Linked DNA regions of Mus musculus: all the other regions are linked to region 3. A link is a contact called in public promoter capture Hi-C data. All regions are on one chromosome and are shown on one strand. The core of a region is the stretch at or near the end of the contact, and the rest is flanking DNA. Distances in the headings are between cores, read along the strand shown.

The links. Promoter capture Hi-C pulls out the DNA fragments that hold promoters and counts their contacts. Capture Hi-C pulls out chosen DNA fragments and counts their contacts.
Region 1: a promoter capture Hi-C map of liver shows a contact between it and region 3, with 6 times the contacts expected there. The contact joins the promoter of Zfp568 here to the promoter of Zfp60 in region 3. A contact is called at or near these places in 1 of 39 promoter capture datasets (liver) and 1 of 9 other capture datasets (adipose tissue).
Region 2: a contact with region 3 is called in a promoter capture Hi-C map of liver, with 6 times the contacts expected there. The contact joins the promoter of Zfp14 here to the promoter of Zfp60 in region 3. A contact is called at or near these places in 2 of 39 promoter capture datasets (hippocampal neurons and liver), 1 of 484 Hi-C or Micro-C datasets (CD4 T cells) and 1 of 115 datasets of contacts at active chromatin or transcription factors (large pre-B cells).
Region 4: a contact with region 3 is called in a promoter capture Hi-C map of pre-B cells, with 4 times the contacts expected there. The contact joins the promoter of Cic here to the promoter of Zfp60 in region 3. A contact is called at or near these places in 3 of 39 promoter capture datasets (cranial neural crest, maxillary cranial neural crest and pre-B cells).
Region 5: a promoter capture Hi-C map of liver shows a contact between it and region 3, with 5 times the contacts expected there. The contact joins the promoter of Cox7a1 here to the promoter of Zfp60 in region 3. A contact is called at or near these places in 2 of 39 promoter capture datasets (both in liver).
Region 6: a contact with region 3 is called in a promoter capture Hi-C map of adipose tissue, with 4 times the contacts expected there. The contact joins the promoter of Zfp566 here to the promoter of Zfp60 in region 3. A contact is called at or near these places in 2 of 9 other capture datasets (adipose tissue and liver).
Region 7: a contact with region 3 is called in a promoter capture Hi-C map of pre-B cells, with 4 times the contacts expected there. The contact joins the promoter of 4732471J01Rik here to the promoter of Zfp60 in region 3. A contact is called at or near these places in 2 of 39 promoter capture datasets (liver and pre-B cells).

Annotation. Positions count from the first base shown.
Region 1 is chr7:29,982,654-29,985,356 of GRCm38.p6, reverse strand. Zfp568 (zinc finger protein 568) reads right to left here and starts at 1,402. Exons shown (of 10, transcript NM_001167872.1): 1 at 1,129-1,402; 2 at 31-97. Gm31735 (a long non-coding RNA gene) reads left to right here and starts at 1,836. Exons shown (of 2, transcript XR_001778074.2): 1 at 1,836-1,924.
Region 2 is chr7:30,050,047-30,052,746 of GRCm38.p6, reverse strand. Zfp14 (zinc finger protein 14) reads left to right here and starts at 1,351. Exons shown (of 5, transcript NM_178733.5): 1 at 1,351-1,402.
Region 3 is chr7:27,730,149-27,732,973 of GRCm38.p6, reverse strand. It overlaps Zfp60 (zinc finger protein 60), which reads right to left and starts at 1,565. Exons shown (of 5, transcript NM_029531.2): 1 at 1,504-1,565.
Region 4 is chr7:25,266,404-25,269,146 of GRCm38.p6, reverse strand. It overlaps Cic (capicua transcriptional repressor), which reads right to left and starts at 1,448. Exons shown (of 21, transcript NM_001302811.1): 1 at 1,391-1,448. It overlaps Gm45974 (a long non-coding RNA gene), which reads left to right. Exons shown (of 3, transcript XR_001778066.2): 3 at 750-814.
Region 5 is chr7:30,182,878-30,185,728 of GRCm38.p6, reverse strand. It overlaps Cox7a1 (cytochrome c oxidase subunit 7A1), which reads right to left and starts at 1,558. Exons shown (of 4, transcript NM_009944.3): 1 at 1,484-1,558; 2 at 558-644; 3 at 370-454. The coding sequence starts at 1,498.
Region 6 is chr7:30,088,907-30,091,789 of GRCm38.p6, reverse strand. Zfp566 (zinc finger protein 566) reads left to right here and starts at 1,280. Exons shown (of 4, transcript NM_152814.2): 1 at 1,280-1,502.
Region 7 is chr7:25,393,273-25,396,182 of GRCm38.p6, reverse strand. 4732471J01Rik (RIKEN cDNA 4732471J01 gene) reads right to left here and starts at 1,470. Exons shown (of 7, transcript NR_015569.3): 1 at 230-1,470. It also overlaps a transcript of Lipe not described here.

The sequences.
Region 1 (2,703 bases), core at 153-2,652, 2.3 Mb before region 3:
AGTATGATAATACAGCAGAATTAAACTCACCTATTAACAGTCAGGCCAGACAAATGAGTTTAAAAAACACTCAGCTGATATGTTGCTCATGAGAAACCTGAAACATAAAGACAAAGGGTTTGGAATATAAAATTTGTGACAAATGTAATTTGAGAGAGAGAGAGCTAGTGAGCAAGCTAGAGAGCAGAGCTAGAGAGTGCACACAAGAGAGTGCAAACAAGAGCACACTATCATCAAAGAGCACTTGCACTAAACGGTAACACCCAGTATAAAAGTATTTCTAGAGATTTCTTAATGTGGCAAATAGTTATTTTAATAGACTACAAGCTTACCCACACAACTTTTCTTTGGCTAAATATGGACACATTTGAAGCAGAGGTTTTTTAGAGTCTTTGCATGATCTCCCCTGTGCTCCCATAATCCACCGTGAAAAGAAAATATGTTTGGAATCAGTTCTTTTTAACTTGAGCACCAGAAAACAACAAACAGAGAGCAGATCTGAATTTCAACCAAATACAGCCTGGATCAGCTAAATGCAATGAATCTGCTAACAACGTGAACTGAAGGAATCCCAGTTGGTTTGCTATTGAGCTTAGGAATTTTTTTCAGCCATTATTAAACTAACTTCAGGGCTGGGAATGTAGCTCATTGGTACAGTTTTTGCCTGGTGTGATTGAAGCGTTAGATTTAAATTCAACACTACAAAGGTAAAAGAAAGAAAGAAGAGAAAAGAAAAGAAAAGAAAAGAAAAGAAAAGAAAAAGAAAAAAAGAAAAAGGAAAAGGAAAGGAGAGAAAAGAAAAGATTTTTTTAAAAATTAAATAAGCCAAGCAAGCCATTAGGTAATAATAGAAAGAAAAACTGAAAAAAGTTAGAGAAGAAAGTGTTGAAAGGGCGGCAATGAGGAGGGGGAAATCATTAGAAAGTACAGATTTTTTTTCCCCGTAGTTACGAGTTACGCCAAATGCTACACACCTAAGAACTCCGCGGTACAATTGCACACGCCACGCCATCCCCACACTCACCACACCCTTACTCAACCCCTTACCACCAAACATGGCCACGACAGGACACTCGCTCTCGCACAACCACACCCCCTCCAAATCTCCAGAGTAGCACAAACTCTTACCAGGTTTTTGGTTGCAGCTCCGAACAGGCTTGAGTCCCGCCTTCTGGCCCGGAGCTCTCCGCAAAGCTGTGACCCGGGATACTCCGAGCCCCCCGAGAGCCCGCGCCCAGCCCGAAGCCCACGGCCGGCGCAAACCGGACCACCCGTGCCTCTCCCGTGGAGAGGTCCCCGCAGCGCCACCAGCCAAAACCTCCCGAGACGCAACCTCAGAGACGCGGCATGCGGGCCACGCACGGCCAGCCCCTCCACTCGGGCGGCAGCGCGCGCCCGTTATGTCCCAGAGCACAGGTGCTCCCAGAAGGACCCGCGGCCCGACCCAACTTCCGGTCAGAGCTCGGCTGGCGTTTCCTGTGCTAGGGACAGGAGTCATGGCCGAAGGCGCCGAGGTGGCTGAGCCCATTAGCGCGGCGAGACGGTGACGCCGCCGGCGAAGCAGCGCTGGACGTGAGCAGCTGCGGGGACGGTCTTTTCCGGAACAACCAGAGGAGGCGCTGGGGGCGCTAGGTGGCTGTCCCTTTGTGGACTACATTTCCCAGAAAGGCTAGTGGCCTGTCCAGCCTCTCGGCAGGAGCCTTGCGACTGGGCGGACGCAGTGCCCTGGAATAGTTTTTGTGGTTGTTTGTAATACATTCTGATAGCTTTTCTATGAGGACATGAAATGTCTGGTCGTTGTGGAGTTGTGGCTTAAGTGTAAGACTGTGCCTACCTCTATGTGGCATCTTGCATGTAACCATGGGGCTCCTGTCACCCGAGTGGTTGTGACTTCAGAACTCTGCTCCTGGGAACAATCTCTGAGGTGAGGTTTAGATTCGCAAATTGGTCAGGGTGCCAGTTCTCTCCTAATCTCCATTCTCTACGCAGGATGGATAATGGGGACAAGGCTGGTAATGATCTCTGGCCTGGCCAAGAAAGACCTGGAGGGTCACAATTTTTTTATGTCTACTCCCAGTTTTACCCATTGCCAGGTCAGTTACCCAAAAGAGGCAAAGAATGCACTACAAACCACAAAGAGCCGGGCTTTCCTTTGTGCCGAGCCCAGAGTGATCCCAGGTATTGGACGGCCGCCCCCATCTTACTGCATGCCCGCAAGCCTTACTTTCTTTCAAGCTGCAGTAAAACCACCAGGCCTGGGCGAGCTCCCTAAAGGCTGAGATAAGACCTCTGTCTTAGAATAGCCTTGAGCCTGAATGAACATCCTCCTACCTGCCACACCCTGGGCTCCAGAACTAACCCTCAATTTACAAATTCCTTCTTTATTGTTCCCTGAACCTCTGCTCCTGCCTTTATGCTTCAAAAGGAGAAAGGAGACTGCTCTCTCCCTTTGTCAAAGGTCGAAGCTGACTTGTGACCCTAACCAGTTAGAAGTGTTTTCCCGGGGGGGGGGGGGGGGGGGAGGGAACGGGACGGGGGGAGGGTATAAAGTTTACTTGTGGTTTATTTCCGACTTTCTTGGTCCTTTCCTCATTATTTGCACACCCCATGACCCCAACATCTGAATGCCTCTGGAAGTACTTGCTTAATGACGACTTGTCATTTGAAAATAGATCCCTATATTGTCTCCATTGGAGAAAAGAA
Region 2 (2,700 bases), core at 102-2,601, 2.3 Mb before region 3:
TGGGAACCATCATATGTGTTGTGTCTGCAAGAGCGCAAGGGTTCTCAATCACTAAGCCATCTCACCAGCCTCTCAATTGTCACGTTCCTAAAACTAACGTCCCAACGCTGGGAATGTTGACGGATGCCTGTAATAACAGCGCTCTGGAAAGAAACAAGAGGATCGATGAGGATCTTTCAACATCCCCAGCACCTATTACAGAGACATCCTGGCTGATATACCTTGCCCCCCACTATCCCAAACTCTGTAGCCCAGGCCTGGGCTTCCCATCTCCCAGCTTCTGTGATTCCTGTATAACCCAGTCATTTTGGGCACAAGGTCCTTTTGTTACCTCTTGCCCGCTGCACTTGGCCTCTTGGCTTCTAGCCTGTCCTACACCCCACCCCCTCCCCTCACATGGCCCCATTTAGTCCGGCAGTCATGGCCACCCTGGTTACTTTCAGACGCCCCTGCCAGTGCTCTCTCTTAGATCTCAATCCCTTGGGAGCAGTCATGTCCTCCTTTTTTTTTTTTTTTTTTCCATTCATCTTGAATTTGCAGTCTGCATGCTTCAGTCTCCTGAAGACCGGATGAGGCCTGGCACAAACACAAGAAAATGTTAGAGCAGTGGTTCTCAACCTCCCTAAAGCTGCGACCCATTAATACAGTTCCTCATGTTGTGGTGATCCACAAGCTATATAATTATTTTCGGTACTACTTTATAACTGTAATTTTGCTACTGTTAGGAATCCTAATGTAAATATCTGTGTTTTCTGATGGTCTTAGGTGGTCCCTGTGAAAGGTCATTTGACCCCCAAGGGGGGGGGGGATCTCGACCAACAGGTTGAGAACCACTGTGATAGAAGAAAGCATAATTATCTTTCCAGTCTTAGAGGTCTTGGCTTCATCTCCAGTTTGCAAAACAAAACCTAAGGCCAATACCAACGACTAGACCAATATACACAACGGCTAGAAGGGACAGTGGGAGAAAGCAGAGGCAGCGGGAACTCCAAGGAGCCTGAGCAACCTTTCCCTGGGTAGATGTGGGACTGCACCTTTGGAGAATGTATTTTACTGAGTTCCCTGATCATGCCTACACCCTCGCTGGGGTGAGAATATGCTTATCTCACATATTAAGCATGTGATAATGTGATGATGGTGTTCTCAGCCCTGGTAGGGCAACGACACAACCCCCAGCCCAGTGAGCTAGGTTTGGGGTGGGGATTTGGGGGCAGAGGGCAGCGGAATCTCCTAGCCCTTCCAGCTGGTCCAAGATCACACCCAGAGGCCTCCACCCATCACAGCCCCGAGCACGCTTGCGCACTCCGCTGCGTTGGCCCAGTCTTTCCCACCATGGACTACATTTCCCACAGGCCTCTGCGCAGCATCCTTCCGGCTGCTTAGCGCCGGTCCGCTCTGAGAGGTGAGTTGGTCCCTTGCACTGAGGAAATTGTCGCGGGGGCAGCGTAGGTTTGTCTTTAGTTGGCTTGAGAGACTTGGAGTCGGTGACGCTGAGTGGACACCGCGTACCCCGTTGCATCCTCCGTCTTCCCGCTGCAGAGCCCAGAGGCCCAGCATGGCTCTGAGTTCTGTGTGTGAACCTCAGAGTGAGGGCCCTCCGTACAAAAAGACAGCGCAGCTGCCACCGCAGGGCTGCTTTGTACGCGCTCCCTCCCCGCCAGGCAGCCCCGGTGGCCGTCGCCTGTCAAACCTGCCCCTCCGGTGGCGGCCAGTGTCCTCTCCATCCGCGGCGCTCCATTTCCAGTAGGTTATGTGTGTGGAAGGGCTGGTCGCGAGGGGTGTGTCCCCAGGCTACCAAGCCCGCACCTTCCCGGTTTGACCTTTTCCCCAGACTTGTTCATTTTAGGGAAGGCGAGGGAATAAAAGCAGGAAACGATTGTTGTTGCATACATAGAGACCCAACATTACTGCGGAAAAAAAAATAGCCTAACTTTCTTCTTTCTCGTTGTCCTATGAAGTGTACTCCTTGTTTTTCCAGGCATGGGGACATTTACTCCTCATTACTGTGAAAGTGAAAATGAAGTTAGCTTGGAAAGAAGCAGCGGTTTGGTGTTATCTTGGTCAGGGTAGAGGAGACAGATTCATGCAGACTGATAGTAAGCATCACTCAGAGATTATGTCTCTGATTAAATGCGGGTCCAGGCCCTCTTTGTGTGGTTACAAATGTCTTTTGTATTTTTTCTTTTTTATGTGTGTGTGTGTGTGTGTGTGTGTGTGTGTATTTGTGTGTATACACATACCAGCAGAAGCCAGGAGAAGGTGTCTGATTCCCAGGAACTGGAGTTATAGACGGTCGTGAAACACCATGTGAGTACGGGGAATCACACTTGCATCCTCTGCTAGAGCAGCCACTGCTCCTAGCAGTACAGCTGTTTCCAGCCTCACAGGTTTTAAATTTTTAACATGTTCGTTTTTTACGTATGTGAGTGTTTCTGTCTGCTTTTCTTTCTGTGCACCACTGAGTGTGACTGCGCCTGAGGAGCCCTGAAGAGGGCATCGGATTCTCTGGAACTGGAGTTACAGCAGTCACGTAGGTGCTGAGAGTGTAACCCGCTGATCCATCTCTGCATTCCAGGCTGCAGCTTTCTTATCCACGAAGCCTGCTTTGCTAGTTCGTTTTTAATTACTGTGGAAGATTCCTTTGCTAAACCACGCTTCTTACCAGAATAGCACGTTTTGTTCTTGTTTTAAACAATTTGT
Region 3 (2,825 bases), core at 316-2,815:
TTCCAGCTACCGGACAGAAGCTCAGAGATGTGTCATGAAACATGGACTTCGATGGATGGTTTTGAAAAGACAGAGAGGGTGGACATTAAGTGTACTCACTCCAAAAATGTGAGTTAGATTAAGTCATCCCAAAGGACATAAATACGGTACAGATTTACACAATACAAACAGTTCGTCGCAACATTTGGAAAAACACTCTGCTCTATGGTATATTCACCTTCCTTGTTTTTGAAATAGGTTCTCACTGTGTAGGCCAGCTGGCCTGAAACGTGTTATGGGGATCAAGCTGCTACAGAATTCACATTGCCCTTCCTGCTTCTTTCTGCCTCGTTGTACCCCACAAAGCCTAGCTTTTCTGTTTGAGTGGCTTTCTTAAACATCCACCAGCAATCGCATTGTTTCTCACACTCCCTTGTCCTGCAGAACACTGAGTGGAATGAACCCAAGATGGCCTCACAGAGCAACAACTAAAGCACACCAGGCCCTTAGGATATGGCGGCACTGCACTAACAGGCTTCACCACAGGCATCCTAAGGTTCCTGACAGGCCTGGAGAGCCTGAGGGGACAGAACCAAGACTCCAACCCAGATGGAGGGGAGGGGAGGGGAGGGGGAGAGAGCCTACCACTTTCCCAATCTCAAAATCTACTAGAAAACAAAAACCTCCACTCTTCCGCTGCTTTGAAATGAAGACCTGTAAGAAGATCTAAGGCCATCTGACGTGTGACACCATCCAAATAGAAATCGATTTAGCACATCGGAGTTTGAAAGCCCTTTTGTTAACCTCTGTCGGTTCCTATCTATAACATGGTCGGTGAGGTGGGGGGAGTGATTGTAGACAGAAGATGTCAAGGGTCATTGAAACGATAATGTGAATACTAACTGGAAAGGGGAGGGACAATGTAAGGGACACAATGATGGCGGTATCAATTTACACGTTCCTTCTTCATTTACTGACAATTCCATATTCTAAACATAAAACCCTCATTTCTCGCACAGAGAGAAAGCGCAAACTCGCCCTTGAGCCTTCGGTGGGTAGCAACAACGATCTCACGCTCCTCCAGCCCTCCTTTTGAATAATGGCCTGCGCAGGGAGCCTGAGTAAGCCTAGATTACATCTGAGTAAGCCTAGATTACATTTGAGAGCATCCCCAGTGAGCATTTCCCCTCTCTTCCCTCGACACTCACACGGCTAGAGCTCTGAGAAAAGGCCAGTAGGCCACCCTCGGAGGCACTTTCGGCCTCAAATGCTCGTCACAAAGCTCAATCTGAACCACAGGGAAAGCTTCCCTTCAGACTCCGCCCCTCACCTCTCCTCAGTGAAGCTTGGTCCTCTGCTGGTGGCCGCGAGAGAAAGCGACAAGCACGGTGATAATGCAAATAGCTCAAGGTGCGTACGCAGAGACGCGCGCGCGCACACACAGCACCGTCCCTAAACACTCACACACGCATCAACATCCATCCACCCCACCGTCCACACCCACACCCGGACTCCCGGCCTTACTCTGCAGAGACCGAAGACACAAAGCAATTCCCTACTCAGACCAGAAAGACCCGACCGTCCGCTATAGCGCCGCCAGGGCACCGGAAGTTGCTTTACTTCCGCCGCGGTAGCCCCTGGGAAATGTAGTGCCGAGTGCTCAACTCGATGAAGCCTAGCGGTCTGTAGTTCAGAGAGATCACTGCACACAACTTAGGCCAGGCCATCTGAGAGCTATGCCAGTGGTTTGTGGGAGACGTCGTGTTCTGTCTCCCAGACCCCCCACCCCACCCCCGGACAGAATAGGAAGCGTGATCAAATCCGGATATAACTGGCGTGGTTACACTTTGCACCAAGAGGGATTCCACCTGCTGTGCTCTAGTAGGGACTATGGTAGATTGGAAGACACTGAACTAAAGAATTGGTTGGTTTTAAACGTGGTAGTTTATATCAGCGATTTCAGACAGCCAGATGTTCAGAGAGTCAGTGTCCCTGTTATCTAGATAGGAAAACGTGAGTGAGGACTAGTTGGATAAATATCAACAGAACTGCGCCCATTTTGAAAGGTGAATGACTAGCATGTGGAAGTATCTAAACAACCACCGACGTATGTAAACAACCACCGACGTATGCCTTGTTTATGTAGGGAAAACGTACTTAGTGTAACATGACATTGAAAGATCCTGACAGAATGTAAAAGGTCACACAAGCCCTGAAATTGGCAAGATAGATGTCACTGTTAGCAGAACTAGCTTCACTGATTTAGAAAAATAGAGGTGCACAATGCTCTGGCCACTCCTTGAACCCGTGTGTCTGCCAATGTTTTGACCGTTCCTTGAACCCATGTGTGTGCCCACTGATGAAGCCCATTGCCAGGTGTTTGTGATATTGGTTGCTGAAAAAGAGTCAGAAAATCTCCCCAGCAACAACAGCCCGGCCAATCTAGAGTTCCTACACCTGCACCAGACTCTTCCCTTGGACCCCTCCCATACCCATTTCTTGAGAATAAACATTGTTTAGATCTGGAAATCCCCTACTTCCCCCTTCTCCTTCCCCCCCTGAGGGCCTATAAAAACTGGGACCTCTTTCCCCTTGGGGTCGACTCCTCTACCCCTGCGTGGGATATGAGTCGTCCCCAGAGCTCTGGCTTTCCCCGAATAAAGCCTCATGTGGTTTGCATCAAGCTTGGTCTCTTGTGAGTTCTTGGGTGTCCGCTATTGTCCTGAGGCCTGAGCAAGGGGCTCCTCTCGGAGTCTTTCAACATGAGCTTTCAAAACCACATTTATTTATTATTTATATTTACACATATTTTTCCAGAACATGAGAGAAAACTAGTGTCAAGGTTA
Region 4 (2,743 bases), core at 199-2,698, 2.5 Mb after region 3:
CTTCCTGTGCACCATAGCTAACTACTACCCAGGGTCCCGCGGGCCCTCACCTCCCTTTCAGAACGTGAAACTCCTGAAGCTGAGGCCACCCCATGCCCTTTAGGGTCTCATCCTCTCTATTTCCATCCACCCTCCTGACACCATCTTCGCTTGCCACTCTCTCCCATCTTGTCACCACCTCTACCTTATTTTCTCAGATACTAGGCCCCCTCCTGTTACCCCCCCCCGCTGGTCACCCCCATTTATTTATATCACCTATTCCTCCTATTCACTCTTCTGTCGGCCATCTCTAGACCTCCAAATCTGACACCTCTGCCCATCGCCTCTCTTTATCACCCCCTCCAACTCGGTCCCCTTCCTCTCCCTGTCACCCTGATCTAATCCTGTTACCCCTCCATTCCTGTTATCAGTACTCTCCCCTAGTTGCTCCTTTTCTGTCACTCCCCACTTCCTACCACTTCTTCCACTCTGTCACCCCTTCCCACACCATTCCGCCCACCTCTTTTGCCCTGTACCCCTTTCCCGTCCCTGCCACCTGTCCCCTCTCGGCCTCCAGCTCCCCTCCACCCCCACGCAGTGTCAGCCCTAGCCCCGCCCTTCACCTCGGGCTCCGCGGGGTTTCGGGGCGGGGGGCCGTGGCCCCGGCTCAGTCCGGTCCGGTCCCTCCCCGCCCCCCCTCCGGCTCTCCCTCTCGATTCTCCCTTTTTTTTTTACTCCAACACACAAAATGGTGAATGGACCTGCAACAGCTGGAGCAACCAGCCAATAAACGGCCACAACCCCGGTGACCGGCGCCAACCTAGACCAATAGATATTCGCTGTCTAGTCGGCTCCGCCTATCATCCGCAAGCGACACTTGCTACCACCAATTGCGCTCTTCCGGCAGCGCCAAGGGGCGGGGTCAAATTCCAAGACCGGCCTCCCTCCGGGACCGACACCAACCTAAGCCTACGACTGCCTGATCTGCCTAGAACTCTACCTTACAACAAGTAATGGACACCTCCTTTAACCAATTAACAGACTATTTATATGCCGAATGACAATTACAGTACCCAATCACCATCCATCTTAAGCAAGAAACCACCCCCTGCGAGGGACAGTAACCAATAAAATGAAGGGAGGCGGGACTAAAGGATATGCCCTCCAATAAACAAGCTCGAGAGGCGTGGCCCGAGGGTTTGTTGACCAGCTGAACGCAATGCCTGCTGGGAATAGTAGTCTTCTTCTGTATCCGGCCCGTAGTCAGAAGCATAAGTCAGACTACAACTCCCATGTGACAGAGTGCATGGAGCTCCAAAGAACCCGGGCGAAGAGAAAAAGTCGGAAAGGGCAGCTCCTCCTGAGTCTCGCTGGACACTGGGAACATCTTAGACCCAGGGCCCCGACTCACCCGGATTGCTGGCTCTGGCGTCGCCAGTGGCTCCTCGCTGAGGCGGCTGTAGCGGCACGAGGGGGAGGTGCAAAGAGCAGCCAACCGACACCCGCGAGCCCCGCAGCCAATCAGCAACGGCAGGGGCGGTGCAATGACCTCACCGGTTCTACTCTCTTACCCCTCCCCCACGTGGTTGTTGGTGCTGGTAAACCAGAGTAGAGAAGTTTGGGGTAGGGGGATGGGAGGAGAACTAGTGATGTCACCTTTCCTCTGCATGATTGGCTGTCGGGTGGCCGGACTACGGCCAATCAACAGTCTCAAAAAGTCTGGCGCGGCCCCGCGGAAAGCCCTGTTGCCACCAGAAGGAGAGAGGACCTGCGGTTGTAGGGTAGCGCGCTCTGCAGTACTGGCAACCCGCGTGGCCTGTGGCCGTGATGTCAACTCCAAGACTTTTTGATTTTAGGACGGCGCACTTTTCTGATCGCACCCTCCAATCTCCAAACTTTTCTTTTGCGTCACTTCCTGGGGTTTCACACTTCATTCCGAAGGCGAATAGCCCTATGGCTTTTCACACCTGAGGAAAGATGTGTAAAAATCTTGGGGTGGGTGTCACACCGGAGGTGAGGAGAAGAGCATGTGCCACATACCCTCTGAGGCATAGACAGCTGTTGCCCCGGTGCCGAGTTTACACCAGGTGTGACTATCCCTAGCTTCAGTCTTCCCATCAGGTTTCCCTTGGATCAAAGGATAATGGAGAATGGTGTACTCCTCCTCTAATGAAGGTTTCTCTTGCATATGATGGATACTCAAGACTGTAATAGTGAAACACACACACACACACACATCTGGTCTATTGTAGCACATCTTACTGTTGGTGCTGGTTAGTTTTTAAGTTGACACAAGTACCAAATCCTGACATAGAGTGAACCCCAATTGTCTCCAAAAGATTGCCCTGTAGGCAAGTCAGTGCAGTACTATCTTAATTAGTGGTTGGTGTAGGAGGGTCCAACCCATTGTGGGTGGGTGCAACCCCTGAGAAAGTGGTCCTGGGAAGCAGGCGAAACAAACCATGGAGAGCAAGCCATTATGAAGGGTTCTTGCATGGCTTCCCCATTGAATTCTTGCCCAGAGTTCCTGCCCTGACGCCCCTTCAGATGGGCTTGATGAAATATAAGTTGAGATAAACCCCTTTCTCATTGAGCTGCTTTTAGTTATTCTGCTTTCCTTATGCTTGCACTATGCTCTGTAAGAGAATGTTCTGGGATATATGGCTGCTTCACATAGGACATGCAAAAAGCACCCATTATCTATGGCACTTACAGTGAGGCAACTTCTCGATATCTACAGGAAGTTCCCACCGTGCCGCAGACC
Region 5 (2,851 bases), core at 309-2,808, 2.5 Mb before region 3:
GACTAGGCCAGGAGCTTGTTCTGGACTGGTGTGGGCATTACCAATTGCTACCCCCACTTCCTCAGGGCTGTAGGTAACCCATCGCTCCCTTCCTGAGCACTAGTGGATCCTCAGACCTTCTGAAGCACCAACCGACCCAGACCCTGGCTATTATTATTATTATTTGTTTGTTTTGTTTTGTTTTCGAGAAAGGGTTTCTCTATGTAGCCCTGGCTATCTTGGAACTCACTCTGCAGACCAGGCTAGCCTCAGACTCAGAAATCCGCCTGCCTCTGCCTCCCAAGTGCTGGGATTAAAGGCATGCGCCACCACTGCCCGAGGACCCTGGCTATTCTTATGACCAGAGCAAGCCAGTGGTCCTGCACTTACCCCCCAGAGTCAGCGTCATGGTCAGTCTGTACAGGACGTTGTCCATTCCCCCGCCTTTCAAGTGTACTGGGAGGTCATTGTCGGCCTGAGTTGGAGGGGTGAGAACAGGGTTGCTGGCTCCTGCACAGACCTCCACCTGCCCAGCGACCCCCACCCCTCATTAGGTCCAGAGACTCTGTCCCGCCTACCTGGAAGAGCTTCTGCTTCTCTGCCACACGGTTTTCTAAGTGGCTTCTGGTAGATGAGCTAAAAGACCGGACCAGAGCCTGGGAGACCTGGAGGGATAGGAGATGGGTCTGTAGGGAGCACCTGGAGATCTGCCCTCATGTGGATCCCGCAGGAAGGGAGCGCTTTGCGATGTGGGGACTACATTTCTGATGAAGAACTAGGTAAGATATCTTAAGGCAAGATAGTTACTAGTGAGAGCGGGGGTGGGGTGGGGGTTGGGGGTGGGGACATCTGTCAAGACATTGGTGGAAGCCTATTATCCCAGCATTCAAGAGGAAAGCAGGAGTTGGGGCCAGCCTGGGCTACTTAGTAAGCATTTAGAAAATGAGAGGAGGTGTCACATAAGTTGTTACAATTGGGAGGTGGAGGTCGGAGGTCAAGGACATTCAGCTGCATAGCAAGTTAGAGACCAGCCTGGGCTATGGGAGACCCTGTGTCAAAACAAACATACAAACAAACAAACAAACAAACAAAGGAGTGGGGATGGGGAATCGGTGTCTAGAAGCTACAGCTTGGAACTCTCTGCAGGCTGTGAGAGACTCCAGTGCTGAGAATGTGAAATGGGCGCTATGGGGTTTGAAGGAGAGGGCTAGATTAATACCAGAAAATCAGGTTCCAGGGATGGCAAGACTGGCTTGGAAGTTCCATGAGAGTTGGTTTTAGGGCCCCCTGGGATGTTAAGGGGGACTCGGGTAAACGGAGGCTTAAACCCAGGGTTCTGGACCATGTTAAGGATAGTGCTGTCTGGAAGCTCAGGCTGCCAGGGAGGAAGTCCCAGTCTGAAGGGTGCACCTGTTCTAAGACTCCGGATCCTGGCATGTTTAGGTTAGGCATCTGGGTTGTGGGGTTCCCCTCCACCCCGACACAGCCCGTGCTGGGGCCTCACCCGTAGGGCCCTCATTTTGCGTCCTCAGCAGCTCCGAGTCACCTCCCCTCTTCGCCCAAGGACGTGCAGCACTTTACCCTAAGGGAATCCCAAGCCACGCCCACTGACTCCCAGACTGGTGGGGCGTGACCAAATTAGATTTGTCCAATAGGGTCAGAGAGAAAGTGTTCCAACTTGTCAGTCATCGTTTCCGCATTTGGGTTGACCCCAATGACAGTGGCTCAGGGACTTGCCACTCCCTGGCTGTTATCTAGGGTTACCCTGCTGATAATCTGGGAGCCAGTGAGGGCAGAGATAAATGTCTGTCTTCTGAATGAGTGATCACTGCACCTTGGAGCCTTAGTTTCCATATTTGTTTCCTCAGGGCCAAGTCAGGATCTTCCCCAGTGTTCTTGAGGAAACAAGGAGTCACCCCGATACAGATAAAGATATTTACCAGGCCAGAACTGATTTAAGAAATTAAAGAGATAGAGAGAGAGAGAGGGAGGGGGGGAGGGAGGGAGAGAGAGAGAGAGACAGAGAGAGAGACAGAGAGAGAGAGAGAGAGAGAGAGAAAAAGAGAGAGAGAAGGAGGGGGGAGGGGCGGGGGGGGGCTGTGCGGGCGTGATGGCACACGCCTTTAATCCCAGCACTCGGGAGGCAGAGGCAGAGACAGGTGGATTTCTGAGTTCGAGGCCAGCCTGGTCTACAGAGTGAGTTCCAGGACAGCCAGAGCTACACAGAGAAAGAAACCCTGTCTCGAAAAACTAAAAAAAAAAAAAAAAAAAAAAAGAAAAGAAAAAAGAAAAAGAAAAAAGAAAAGCGGGCCGTGGTGACCCAGACCTTTAATTCCTGCACTTCTGAGGCTCACTGTTCTACAATGGTCTACACGGTGAGTTCCAGCCTTGCTACAGGCACTACGTAAAGAGACCCTGTCTCAAAAAAAAAAAAAAAAAAAAAAAAAAAAACAGTTTAAGGACTGACAATGGAGGGCAGGAGAGGTGGCTTGCCGATTAAGAGCACTGACTGCTAGTCCAGAGTACCCTGGTTCAGTTCCTAGCACCTACATGGCTGTTTACCTATGTCTGTAACTGCAGGTCCAGGGGATCCAACATCCTCACAGACACATACATTCGGGCAAAACACCAATGCACATAACAAAATAAAAAAGAATAGACAGTGAACAGATGGAGGAGAGGAGGGTAGGGAGGTAGGGGTCGTGAAGGGGATGGGAGAGATGGAAAGAGCAGAGGGAGAAAGAGTTGTTCCCTTAGAGAAAAATATGGGGCATTTGTATTGTTTTTTTAGCTGAAATTAAGCTTCCTAGATCTTTTCTTTTTTTTTTTTTTTTTTTGGTTTGGTTTAGGTTTTGAGACAGGGTTTCTCTGT
Region 6 (2,883 bases), core at 31-2,530, 2.4 Mb before region 3:
CAGCTCATTCAAATCTCCGCACCCAGCAATCCCAAACTTCACTTCCCTCTAACATGCCTGGTTAGTATACCCGTTATCATTGGGGTAGTCTACCGGCAGCTCTCCCTCAGCTCCATTCTATTCTGGGTAACTTCATATCCTTATAAGATCTTCATGTCTTTATAGTATCTATTTCGTTAGGACTGTGGCAGCTTTGCAATTAACAGAGAAGTGAGGTAAGCCGTGTTGTCCCTATTTTCTGAAGAGAAAATCTTGATTTATACAGAGATGTAGTCTTTTAACTTCAATGTCGTTTTAAAAGATTTAATGTGAGTGCTCTGCTGCATATACATCTGTAGGCCAGAAGAGGGCATCATATCCTCTTATAGATGATTGTGAGCCACTATGTGGTGGCTGGGTATTGAACTCAGGTCCTCTGGAAGAGAAGCCAGTGCTCTTAATCGCTGAGTCATCTCTCTAGCCCCAACTTTAATGTCTTTTTCAGACCGACTGACTTGTTATCTCCTGGACTAGGTATATTTATTGGTTATGGAAATCACTTCAAAGGAAGATGCTTTCTCCAAGTGTTCCACTGTAGTTTTTAATGTAACTACCTCTCAGTAGCCAGGGATGACCCTGATCCTCCTGCTCCTCCTGCGGGCTAGCATTAGAAGCATGTGGGAATCCAAGGTGTGGTCCTGGTATCCACCCTTTCAACCTACAGGACCTGCTAATGAGTACCAAGCCAAATGCATGTCCAGAACAAGTCACACATCTGCGGAGGAGATCTGTTCCTGCACACTTCTGGGGCGGGGGGAAACTCGGCCGCTAGAGGTGGCCAAGCAAAGGCTTAGCTCTCTGAGAAATTGAGATAACTTTCCCCCTTCAATATATTTTTTTTCGTATTGCACTGAATTATATTACTAGAAGTCTCAGCCGCATGATTATGCTTACTATGCAAATCACACTCCGCCCCCTACCAGTTCTCCGCCCCTTTCCTGATGCAGTCTATCCTCTACAGATAATACCAAAAGTCCGGGAAATCAACAGATTCCTAACTTTTTTGAATGATTTTAAATGCAGTAGTGGAAGCTGATATAGGGTTCCATGTATCCTGAGGATGCGTTTCTATTTGGGGTGTCCTCCGCTCGTCCACCACACTGAGGGACCGTTAGAAGCCCCGCCCATCGGGAGCCATCTTGTCTGCCGCGTTCCCTCGGACTGACTACATTTCCCAGAGGGCTCCCTGGCTTCTCGCGGGAAGATCACGCGCCTGGCGTGACTTCAGAGCTTTGCTGGCAAGAGGGGAGGTGCACTGAAGGATTGCAGGGCTTTGGCAGCTTGCAAGGAAGGCCTTTGGTGCGGAACCCGGGAGGAGGCGGGGCGAACGCCGAGGCTGGGCTTTGTGCGGCAGAGGAGTCGGAATTGTGCGGCTAATTTGTGAACAGTGATCGCGGCGCTAAGGGGCTGGACTGGTGATGAGCATCAGTTTCTGCTAACACCGTGGCGGCCACCACCCCTTGGTGAGTGGGAGGGAGCGAGCTGGGGACACGTGCGGCATTGTGTGTGGATGTGGAGAGCTGCTGACTGGGTGAGTGTTCTGTCTCTGTAGGGGCGTGCGACTGTGTGATGTTGTGACCACGTGCAGCACAGTGCAGGCGCAGATACCTGTGGATTCTGTGTGGTAAAAGTGAAGTTGTGCTTAAGTTACTTTTTGAGCCCCTAGTAGGTAGTCCTGTCTTCTCGTAGGTAGGTTTCCGATAGCCGAGTGTCTCTGTTGTGGGTCTGTGTGTGGGTTGTGAGTGTGAAGTTTTGAATGTGTATCTTGCGTGCATTCTTCTTTAGCCTTTGCTCATTTTAGAGGTTCATTTGTGAGCTATCATGCTTTTCTTTGTCTTTTACTTTGTTTATTTGGACAGCTGTGTAGGACTTCCCCGTGTTAAGTGGGATAGCGGCTTAACTGAGTCTTTGTGCTGTTTGATATTTCAGGATCTGAAGCATTTATACATCTCGACTATTAAGGGTAGCCATATGAGTATTTCCAACTGTTTTTAATGTTTACTTTTAAAAATTCACTTTACATCCTAATCTCAGCCACCCTCCTTCCTCGCTTCCCAGTCCTACCCTTACAAATCCCTCCCTCCATCTCCCCCTTACCTTGTCCTCTGGGCAGGAGAGTCCCTCTGGGTACCACCCCTCCCTGGGGCACCTAGTCCCAGCAGGTCTAGGAAGCACAATCAGGCAGTCGAAGTAGGGGGTGATCCAATGACAGGGAACAGAGATGGAGACAACCCCCGCTCCACTTCTTAGGGGGACCCACATAAACACCAAGCTCACACTTGCTACAAACGTGTAGGCGTGGGGTGGGGAGTGTGCTTAGGTCCAGCTCTTCCATGCTCCCTGGTTGGTGACCCAGGCTCTGTGAACCTCCATGCTCCCAGGTCAGTTGACTCTGGGTCTTCTTGTGGTATCCTTGACCCCTCTGGCTTGCTCACTTCTATCCCATACTCTTCCACAAGACTCCCCAAGCTCCACCTGATGAGTGTGGCTCTCTGCATCTGCCTCCATCCACTGCTGGGTGAAGTCTCTCAGGAGACAGTTATGCTAGGCTGCTGTCTGCAAGCACAAGAGTATCATTAGTAGAGTTAATTAGTTTCTCTCACATGGGATGGGTCTCAAGTTGGGGCAGTCATTGGATGACTGTTCCCTCAGTCTCTGCTCCATATTTATCCCTGCACTTTCTATAAACAAGACAAATTTTGTGTTGAAGATTTTTGGAGTGGATTGATGTCCCGTCCCCCTGCCTCTGGAAGTCTTGCCTGGGTACAGGAGGTGGCCCCATCAGTCTCTATAATTCTCCTCTAGTAGGAGTCTCAGCTAAAGTCACCCCATAGGCTCCCTGTA
Region 7 (2,910 bases), core at 221-2,720, 2.3 Mb after region 3:
GGAAAAAAAAAAAAAAAAAAAAAAAAAAAACAGGGACGACCACGTGAGGGGGCGGAGGAAAAGGCGGGGCTTCTCCAAACGGCTACCAAGCGCGGCTACGCCCCCAAGTCGGTCCCCGCCCACGCCTTGGGTTGCCCGCCCCCTGCCCGCCCGCCCGTTCTTCCGGCTCCCGGGGCAAGTGGGCGGGCCAGGTTCAAGGAAAGGTGAATGAGATGGCGAGGGTCAGCACCTGCACAAGATGACTGAGAATTCTTTGTTGGGGTGACTCTAACGCGACTCCTCACTATTCCTGCTGTGAGGGCACTTCTCGCTGCTTCCAGGACTGCGGGTTTTTTTTTGGTTTTTGGTTTTTGGTTTTTTGTTTGTCGTTACGGTGCACTGCGCGGTTCCTTTAATCTGAGCAGATGGGCGGGCCAAGACCTTCAGCCCCACCCATTAAAGGCGGAGCTCCGCGAGGAGCCTGCCCAGGATTGGATGGTTTGGGGGCCTGGCAGTGGTGTGTAACTAGGATTGACTCTAAGAGAGGAACTTGATCGCTGGAATTGGGCCCCGCGCCAGGACTGGAAAGAATTGATGGAGCCGGCCGTGGAATCGGCGCCCGTGGGGGCCCAGGCCTCCAAGCAGGGCAAAGAAGGATCGAAGAACCGCAGTCGCAGGCGGTGGCGAAAAGGCAAGATCAAAGGTGAGTCGGTAACAGCTTAAAAGAAATCCCGCACATCCTGCGGGGGACTGGGGACTGGGGGAACTGACCCACTTCCACGAGGGGGAAGAGACCCGTGGACTGATCCACTGCCGTCCTGCGCGTGGGGGGGGGGGTGATGTGAGAGTAGAATGCCCCACCGAGACGTAAGGACTACGTCTGTCCCAGTGCGGTCTTTGGGGAAGTGTCCGAAATGCTCGTCTGTCGGAATAAGGTTCTCTCTCAGGTTCCTTTTTCTGTGTGGCCAAGAGCTGTGCCTTTAGTGTTTTCTGTTTCGGTTCAAGCGGTTTTCATGTCTTCTGCCCTCTTAAAAGAATAACGTAGAAGGGTTTTTAACCGCTTTTTCTAAATAAATAGAATGCAAAAGGTAGGCAGAAGGGGCATCCGGTAATTGGAAGAGCTCCTTGCAGCCCCTTCTTACTCTCTCAGTGAATCCATCCATCTGCTCTTTGACAATCGACCTTCATCAACCCAGCAACCCTGGGGCGACTTGCAAAACATGAGAACTTTTACGTTGTCCTTAGAGAAAGGAGGGAGTTACCATTTAGCTTCCCTGGATCCAAAAGGCTGGAGAAACAGTGGCAGAACAACCAAAGATTTTGCATGGCTCAATCAGAGCAGGCATTAAGTCCTGGTTTGGTTATGAGTTTTGTCTGTCTTGTGGCGCTGCTTACAGCCAAACCTAGGGCCTGGTGAACACTAAGCAAGCCCTCCGCTATGCAGCTCCACCGGCAGTCCATGGATCTTTATCAGACTCCAGGGACAGGTTCCTGTGCAGGCAAAACCAGAAAAAACCTGGCATGGCTTACCAGACCCAAAACCCCCAAATTCATCATTCCTCATCCTCCTTTGGTAGACAAGTGTTGGAGCTCAAGCAGGACCCTGAAGCCTCCTATCCCCCAACAAAGACACATAGCAGAACACTATGCTTTGAAGCGATATGGAACCTCAATCGCAAAGACCCATTGTACCAAATTGCTATGAATGTGAAGTAATGAACAGGGACCTTTTCTCAATTTTTTTTCTGAGCTCCCAACAGGCATCTGTAGGGCTGTTGTCAGATTCAAATGTGTGTGTTTTGGAGAGGTGTATGTAAGTCTACTGTCTGGCTGAGTGTGCTGAGTAGAGTGTCTGACTCTACTAGACACTGGTCTCCCTAAGAGTAGGGTTGTGTCTGCCTTGTTTACAGGGAATGCCAGACACATGGACATTCAAGTATTTATTAGATTGATAAGCAAAGGAATGTGTGAAGTGTGACGTGGAGCTGTTAATAGCCAAGCTGCCCTTAGTGTCATGAGGAGTCAGAAAGAATCTGCTTGAGTAAGGCTCCTCCCTTGCACGGGGTTCAGGTAAGCACACTCACAAAGGCTCGCAGCTCTGAGAAGTGACTGTCATTTCCTGAGGCCCTTCCTAGTGCCAGGCCTCAGACCTGTGAATCAGATCCCACCTCTGCCCCAAGGGTATCCTGACTGGCTGGAGCCGTCATTTATCCTTGTGATCTTGCCACAAGTAACTGGATGAGACAGCTGTCATTATGATCAGCCCATTTCCCAAATGACGACAGAGACACAGAGGCACTGAGCTGGTTGGGTTTCCTGTACCTGTCCAGTGAGGGCAGGGAGATGGATACCTTCAGCCTTCTCAGAGCAGGGAGTGTGGAGCTGACAGCTGTTGTATGCCTCAACCTTAATTCTGAATCTAAAAGGCTCTAGTCACAAAGATTTCATCCCGAGACAGACATTCAATACCTAGAGGTGCCAGGCTTCGGCTTTCTGTAACTAGCAGGGCAGTCTCAGTAGAGCTGAGGACACAGATGGTAATAAGACTGTTGTTGCCAGGCATGTGCCGCACACCTCTGATCCCAGTCCTTGGGAAGCTGAGTCAGTTCAAGGCAAGCCCGGGCTACATAGTGAGTTGCAGGTCAGTCAGGGCTACAGAGTGGAACTCTGTCTCAACCTCTCTCATTCACCCATTTACAAAACATTGTAAACAAGCCAGTATGATAAAAGGAAAAATCCTGGAGCTGGGGATGTAGCTTATTACTGGAGTACCTGACTAGCATGGACAAAGCCCAAGGGTCTGTCTCCAGGACCACACACAGTAGGCATCATAGCACTTGCTTATAATTCAGAAGTAGGGAGGCCGAGGCAAGAGGATCAGAAAGAAGCTTAAAGTCTTGTAGTCTCTGACTATATAGTCAGTCTGAAGCC